2 separate regions of the Danio rerio genome follow, and region 1 is linked to region 2. The links are chromatin contacts, called in public HiChIP or PLAC-seq maps. All regions are on one chromosome and are shown on one strand. Each heading gives the region's core, a stretch centred on a gene start, on an enhancer-like site or on the middle of the called end of the contact. The rest is flanking DNA. Distances are from core to core; before and after follow the strand shown. Region 1 holds the start of nom1 (nucleolar protein with MIF4G domain 1). Region 2 overlaps dnajb6b (DnaJ heat shock protein family (Hsp40) member B6b).

Region 1 (4,309 bases), core at 711-3,210, 86 kb after region 2:
GATGTGTATAGATTTATTAGCAGTATGTACTGTATAAATATATACCAGAAGATATATGTATAACTTCTTGTATACTTGCATATGAACAGGACATATTCACATACAGACATTTTAGCTTACCCAATTCAACTATAGTGCATGTCTTTAGACTGGGGAAAACAGGAGCACCCGGAGGGAACTCGTGCAAACATGGAGAGAACATGCAAACTCCACACAGAAAACTGATCCAGAAAGACTCAAACCAGCAACCTTCTTGCTGTGAGGTGACATCGTTACCCATTGCACCACCCTACCACCCCATAATTTCTTATAATTTCTCTAATATGCAAGTAGTGTCTAGAAATAATAATTAAGTAGGCATGACACTATTTTTTGGTACACAAGATGCTCTGTTGTTCTGTTCCGCTATTAATATGCTAACATATAAAAATCAGTATTTTAAAATGCAATATTTAATGTGTCAGACACAAAATAGACACGTCAATTTGTTTAATATAAAATTAATAGTAATCTGACCAGTTAACCGTTAATAACCGATTAATGAGCAGCGTTTGTCGGTTAGCAAAACTAACGAAATGAACATTCCTAGTAGCTATTTAATTTACTTTTTCTATGTAAGAGAACTTGATTGAAAAATAATTTTCAACATGCTTGAACCATCTACACAATGGAGTTTAGTTCTGTTTTTTAAAACAGGAGCACCCGGAGGGAACTCGTGCAAACATGGAGAGAACATGCAAACTCCACACAGAAAACTGACCCAGAAAGACTCGAACCAGCAACCTTCTTGCTGTGAGGTGACATCGTTACCCATTGCACCACCGTACCACCCCATAATTTCTTATAATTTCTCTAAAATGCAAGTAGTGTCTATTTTAATGTTGTAATTAGCCTAATTAGTAATTAACTTTTATGAAAATAGAATGTAAAAGAATATTGGTGAAATAATAGTCCACCATCTTACACCAACAATATTTATATTTTAAAAAATATGTTGTACAACATATGTACTCATTACATTAAATAAATGTTCGCAATACACTTAATATATTTGCAAAATAAACATTAGACATATTTATTTTTAATGATTAAAAAACGAGACACGGTGGGTCAGTGGTTAGCACTGTTGCCTCACAGCAAGAATGTTGCTGGTTTGAGCCCTGGCTGGGTCAGTTAGTTTTTCTGTGTGGAGTTTGTATGTTCTCCCCATGTTCACGTTGGTCTCCTCCCGGTGCTCAAGTTTCCCCTCACAGTCCAAACACATGCGCTATAAGTGAATAATAAACAAATTGGCCGTAGTGTGAATGAGTGTGTATGGATGTTTGCCAGTGATGGATTGCAGCTGGAAGGGCATCTGCTGTGTAAAACATATGCTGGATAAGTTAGAGGTTCATTCCGCAGTGGCGACCCCTTATGAATCAAGGGACAAAATACAAATTTCATTGTAATGTAATTTCTAATAATGTTTATATTTTCATCGATGCTTACAATCAGTTTGTTTTAAAAAGCAAAAAATAAAAATTTTAAATCACAATTAATTAAATATTTATCTCATAAAATAATTAAGTAGACATGACACTATTTTTTGGTACACAAGTTACATCGAATTACATTTTAGTGTGTGTCTTCTGTAAATCATGGTAAAATATGATACCAACTGTTTTTGATTATAAAACATTTTAAGCTGCATTTCCCTTTTATTGATTTATTTTATATTACTCAATGCCTGCTAACTAAAGATCTGTTGCCAACAGTAACATATTTAGCTAAGTTAAATTCACTTATACTCCTGATTCATTTTTCACAAACAAACTCGACACTGTGACCATACATAAGACAAGTTGTTTAGTGGAAATACTGATGGATGAATTAGTGGATTACCTAAATGTAGCACAGGAGAAAGTCATCCATTTCCAGAAGGATTTTACTGTATTCATCTTGACAAGCCATCTGTGTACATCCATCGTCCTGCCTGTCGTAAGTCGCCGAATGATGACGCGATATATTTTGACTGTGTTGTGATCGTTTATTTGGCGCTGAGCGCAACCGCTGTCAGTCAGTCGAGCTCTTCCAAAGGGCGGTTTATTTATCTGATAAAGTCGCTTTCTCTCGCAGTGAATGGACTGGCCACCAAAATGCGTTGCTAATGAATGTGTTTCTGCAATATGAAGAATGGAAGACGATGTGACGATCAGAGAGCAGAATTTCCACAGCCAAGTGCGCGAGTACATCGTGAGTACAGAGAGACCCATTAAAGCACAGCACACTGACCCTTTATGCTCCGTGTTCATTATCCAGCTTGCATTTAGACTTCATTACGGATATTCCGTATAATGAAATCATGAATGGGTTTAACTGTGGTTAAGACTTTTGATAAATATCTCTAGAAACAGAACTGAGTTTAAATGAGGTCCATTAGGCTAGTTGGTTAGCCTCTTAGCTTGTCGTTAGCTACAATATTGAGCTCTTTAATCCCTTTCTGTGACTGAGCTCGCAATTCATTTGACTTCTAACCCAAAATTAAACGCGTTTTGTAAATAATTGTTAGCTGTCTGCAATTGTATGCATGAAGCCGAGTAACCTTTGTGTCATATTTCTAAAACTAGTAGAATTAGGACAGACTGAACTATCGTCAACTGACATCTGAGTAATCCTAACGGTTCTTCACTGACAGCTTGTTTACAGTTGTTGGTGTACACATGAGCATTGCAGGTTTGCAGTGTTTATTTTGGGTGTTAGGATATAATGTGCCTCTCCTTTCTGACTTGGCAAACTTGGGGCCAGTTGCATAAACTCTTAAGTTACCAACTAATTTGACTGACTGATGTGTTTTATTTAACAGGTTCACGTTAGACCAGCCTATGTTGTTTTTAAGGTTAAGTTGGTTTTATTTTCGCAGATTTGTTCAGTGACAACTTGTCCCTATATTGCCATGGTACATTGAATATTCGGTCTGAAATCACATTTATGTATAACTTCAAAACAACACATGCACTATTTAATTGACTGAACAATGTTGTACTTTGATTGTTGTTGGTTGCTTAGAATTTTCTTTTATTATTATTATTATTATAACAAAGCACACAGGCTGAAAAAAAAGGCGAGGGCAAGTGGCGCAGTAGGTAGTGCTGTCGCCTCACAGCAAGAAGGTCGCTGGTTCGAACCTCGGCTTAGTTGGCGTTTCTGTGTGGAGTTTGCATGTCCTCCCTGCATTTGTGTGGGTTTCCTCAGGGTGCTCCGGTTTCCCCCACAGTCCAAAGACATGCAGTACAGGTGAATGAGGTAGGCTAAATTGTCCGTAGTGTATAAGTGTGTGTGTGAATGTGTGTGTGGATGTTTCCCAGAGATGGGTTGTGGCTGGAAGGGCATCCACTGCGTAAAAACTTGCTGGATAAGTTGGCGGTTCATTCCGCTGTGGCAACCCCGGATTAATAAAGAGACTAAGCCGACAAGAAAATGAATGAATGACACAGGCTGAAAAAAACAATATAATGAAATATATTAATCATACTACACCCCCCCCTGCGGTCTCTTTAAACTGGGGTATCCAATTAATAGAAGTTAACAGAAAAACAAAAGCAAAGTACAGTATCAAGTATCAATTATACAAAGTAAGGCAATCATCCTGATTCATGATCATTGTTTTGTGCAGTAAACGTGGAGATTTTGTCCAGATCTTTAATGCACACATTTGTAGCAAGTTCACTCGAGCTGTGGATAATTATAATGTCGTACAGTTGTACCAGCCACTTGTATGTGTCCAAATTATGTGATGAGTTTCTCAGTAGCAGAAGTCATCATAGTTGGGGAAAGTGCAGTTGGGGAGTGCAGTGAATGGGAGAATACAACAAACATTTTTTTTTATCTTATTTGCTCAAATATTTAAGAAAAACTCCATGATGATTTTATAAACACTTTTAGAAAAAGGAAAAAAAGTGTGGCGCTGAAAACGGCAGCCAGAGAAGAGAATAAGTCAAATTTACTGTCCAGTCACATAGACGCGGCATTATAAACGCCTTGCACAAGCAGTAATAGATTTTTTGTAATTTGATTCAAAGATGATATAATACATTCATAAATACATAGAAATGTTCATGAGTTTTTTTTTTTTTTGAAAATCAAAACTTTTAAGGATTTAAGATGCTGATGACTGTTAAACGCGTTATAACAGGCTTGTGAAAAGGGTCCATTCCCACATCAGATGAAAAAAGATCCAAGTTCCTGGTCAGGACATTTATAACAGAGAGGACTAAGGAGGCGTTGATACGATGTCTTTTAAGTGGGGTTCAGTAGGTTCTATGACAAAAAT
Region 2 (4,140 bases), core at 472-2,971:
TTAATAAAACGGTAAATGGGAAGATGTACAAAAAAAAATGCAGACATGCAAATGAAAATACATAACTTTTTTTTTTACTGCAGAAATACAGAAAAAAGTAACTGGCTTAAGAAAAAGACTTAAAAAGCCAAAATACCAGGACATGTGTCATACCTCAACACCTTAAAATAGTCATAAATCAAGCAATTCAACCACTGACAGGTTATTTTGGTAGATTTCTTTACACTTTACAAACATTTATAAGAGGAAATTATTCACTTTCAATAATAAAAAAACAGTGTATCATTTAAAAATAATTATAGAAAAAATAAATATCCAATACCATCTGACAGGACTTCATATGCTTCTGAGATTTCTTTGAACCTTTTCTCCGCCTCCTCTTTGTCATTGGGGTTTTTGTCTGGATGCCATTTTAGTGCAAGTTTTCTGTACCTGAAAAAGCACATACACACCTTTTTCAAAGCAAGACATCTTAAATTTGAAAAGGGCACAAAAACTACATGCACCTGCAGAATATAAATTTATATGCAGAATATATAGTCACAATTTAAAAAGTACATCAAAGATGTACAAAAAAGAATGAAAGTGATAATATATAGTGTATATAGTGTGTATTTGTATATCTAGAACATTAAAAAATTATTTACAAAAATAACAGCATATATGAGGGTGATTAATGAATGCAAACACAAAAAAAGTTTAGGTTATTAATTATTTTATTTATTTTTAATTTTCATTTATTTATTTATTCATTCATTTATTCATTCATTTTCTTTTTGGCTTGGTCCCTTAATTAATCCAGGGTCGCCACAGCGGAATGAACCGTCAAATTCAGCATATGCTTTACGCAGAGGATGCCGTTCCAGCTGCAACCCATCTCTGGGAAACATCCATACACACTCATACACCACGGACAATTTAGCCTACCTAATTCACCTGTACCGCATGTCTTTGGGCTGTGGGGGAAACCGGAGCACCCAGAGAAAACCCGCGCAAAACTCAAGAAGAACATGCAAACTCCACAGAGAAACGCCAACTGACCCAGCAGAGGCTCAAACCAACAACCTTCTTGCTGTAAGGCAACAGCACAACCTACTGTGCCACTGCTTTACCATATTTTTATTTTATTAACTTATATTTAATCAACAAATTTCATTATATAAGAATCATGAACAAACAACAACAAAAATGTTAGTTACAAAACTGAAGATATAGGACTACAAAGATTTTTATAAATCACTATAAATTCCTGATGCTGATTTTAGTAAAAAAAAAAAAAAAAAAAAAAAGCTGACCAGAAACAGTGTTTAAATCAAATTAAATGTTCAAGGATGCTAATATTCACTGGAAAAATAATGTAATGCCCACACAAAATAAATTCCACACCTCTTAACATCCACTTTTTAATCCAGGTCATGCTGCACAGTTTAACTTCAGTAGGTGTGACAACAGGTCAGCATCCCTGTACACTCAACCTGAGTCAGCAATACACACGCAGCCTGCAGCGTCAATGGCCTAAACCAAACACTCTATACACCAGAGGATTTGTCCTTTGCACATCTTTTGATAGCGTTTACCCTCCAAACCACTGTGCTTTAGAAATCCTCCCTTAAACATCAGCAAATTCAGTGACCTACAGAACAAGGCTTCAATAGCTGTTTGCTCACCTGAAAAACAAAGGACAAAAACACCCTTTCTAGAAAGGGAGTGGATGAATAAGGTGTGGAGTAATGAATAAGGACACAATGTGACTAAACACCACTAAATGCTGTAAGGTTTCCCGTCTACACCCTATTCCTTTTTCTGGGTCAAGCTCAATTTGCAATATAAAAGACTGTGTTTACGTTTACATGCAATATCTAAATGACGTGTGAAATTAGCAATTAGACTTTATTTTGATGGTCCCTATTGCACATTCAGTTGACAAGTTGCATTGAAACTAAATGCCAATAACTCTCATTTGAGTATTAGTAGACTGTCTGCTTAATATTTGCTGATACTGCTCCTTCAACACATTTATCTGACCATAAGAAAATTTGCAAGTACGTCTACTTACACTAACCCCAACCTAACAGTCTACTTATAATCTAATGAGAATTAGTTGGCATGTAGATGCAATGTAACTTAAATTCAACAAAATGCGTTAAAGGGACCATCAAAATACAATGTTACCGTGAAATTTTGCATTAATGGAACTTCTTTTCCACTACATTAGTTTCTCTGGGTTTACTGAACTCTTTAGGTATGTGTTTGCATAAACTGCTCATTTTTGTTTAATTCTATTAAAAAGGTAAAACCTTCCTTTTACATTTTTAAAGAAAACAAAAAGATAATTGGTTTAAAAAAAAAACACAAAAAAAGCAAAACAATTGTGATCAAACAACTGAAGTTATTCTACCAAATATTGCTTTCATAACTAAATACCAAGTTAAAACACTGGTTATTGCATCGTCTAAAAATGAATATAAATGAAAATGCCTTCTTTTTTGTTATTTTAACTAACTGTTGCATACATATATAAAATGCATATATAAAACGCATATATATATTTTTTTAAGAAATGACATTAGCTGTTTTCAGATAAAACAAAAATTACATTTTACTCCAACACATGACTACAAATTGTACTAAATACAGCTAAACTGAAAAATGCCAAATGATCTCTTATTTTTTCCCATAACTGCATCTTATGAAACTATTGAATATTTTAAACTATGTACTATTATATGAATGGTCTTGGATCAAGCTGATTAAGAATGTACTTTGCATTTTGAAGAGGTTTAGTTGAAAAATTATTGGCAAATTTCTTAAAACTTTTATCAATTTGTCATGACATAAGAGAGTTTGCCATAGCATTTCTCTTAATCCCTTCTATATTTACCACAGTGAAAGTGTTTCCATCTCAACCTCAGCAATGTCACGGCAAGCACGAACAGCAATGCTTATCTGGGTCCGCATTTGTTTATTTCCAAACGAAGACATTAAAAAGTAGGGCTTTTTTATTTTATTCAAAGAACATCAGAAGCAAGGGATTAAAACAAACGCACTGACAGAGATGAGTAATAAAGAAGTCTCACACAAACAGTAACACTAAGCCTGTGTTGCACAGTCACTGTTATCATTAACGCTCTACTATGTCCAGTGTGTAAAAATAGACAGCCATGACAGAACACAGAGTACTTACGCTTTCTTTATATCGTCAGGAGATGCGCTTTTCGTGACACCAAGGATGTGGTAATAATCCTCCTCCATGGCTCAGGTTTTGGGTTTCCACTCCACGGGATGAAGACTAATGTTCAGCAGTGGGCCTAAAAAAAAGAAAGAGAGCGACAGAGAACCAGTTGAAGAAGACATAAAAGAGAGGACAACAGATTGAGGGTGTGCTTTGTTAAAGGGTGGGAGACTACTGTGAGGGACAACCTCAAAACACCAACTCGTCACTTAAAAGCTTAGTTCTGCATTACATTTCATGGCATGCATAATAGTGTTTAGGATTGATTCATGATTGGACATGTCATCCACTCTAGGCTCCTGTATATTACTTCAATTTTATTTTAGGAAATCCTATTTAAGAAGGTAACATAATATGAGAAATTATCAAAAGCAGAAGTTCTTACTGGTTTATGAATATGACAAGTGTGTTATACTTCGAACCCACATGATATTTTTAAATTGTGTCCTTTAAATCATCTTAAATTTATCAGACTTATCATTAGCATCAAAACATCAACTGCTTTCAGACAATCAGGTGCCAAATAGTCAGTTCCCGTATCCTTCCAGCTGGATCTGACTGGTGTTATTTATATCAGCGGTGTCCTTCAGGACAGGCCCAGAGGTGATCAAGGCCTACACTACATGATTTTTAAAACACTAAACTGACTTTAGGACTGAACATTAGGCATCATAAGTCTACTGACCAGAAACACTGGGCATCAAACACAAAAACATCACATCCTTCTAGACTTTCAACCCACAGAGAAAAGTGTTCAAAATAAATTTATTTGCACTAAATGTGGCTCAAAAGCTTATCAACTCGATATAAAATATGTCTGAAGTGAAGGATGAAGATTACAAATACCAAAGTCCGTGTCCATCTAACATTAAACCTCACAAAGGCCTGTGATATCAGGGTCAGGCCAA

The links. HiChIP or PLAC-seq counts read pairs in DNA pulled down with a chosen protein or histone mark.
Region 1: an H3K4me3 HiChIP or PLAC-seq map of gastrula embryo shows a contact between it and region 2, with 2.5 times the contacts expected there. The contact joins the promoter of nom1 here to the enhancer-like site in region 2. A contact is called at or near these places in 1 of 18 Hi-C or Micro-C datasets (caudal fin) and 2 of 4 datasets of contacts at active chromatin or transcription factors (embryo and gastrula embryo).

Annotation. Positions count from the first base shown.
Region 1 is chr7:41,004,362-41,008,670 of GRCz12tu, forward strand. It overlaps nom1 (nucleolar protein with MIF4G domain 1), which reads right to left and starts at 1,961. Exons shown (of 12, transcript NM_001044832.3): 1 at 1,882-1,961. It overlaps lmbr1 (limb development membrane protein 1), which reads left to right and starts at 2,173. Exons shown (of 18, transcript NM_001252604.2): 1 at 2,173-2,232. The coding sequence starts at 2,173.
Region 2 is chr7:40,918,485-40,922,624 of GRCz12tu, forward strand. It overlaps dnajb6b (DnaJ heat shock protein family (Hsp40) member B6b), which reads right to left. Exons shown (of 8, transcript NM_200305.1): 2 at 3,185-3,308; 3 at 323-432. The coding sequence starts at 3,252. Among named protein-coding and RNA genes, the nearest start is that of dnajb6b, 9.8 kb to the right of the region's middle. Within about 2 kb of position 1,722, at least 5 of the 62 cell types and tissues checked have an H3K27ac peak or open chromatin away from gene starts, as enhancers often do. A contact at or near this core is called in gastrula embryo, where this site is marked.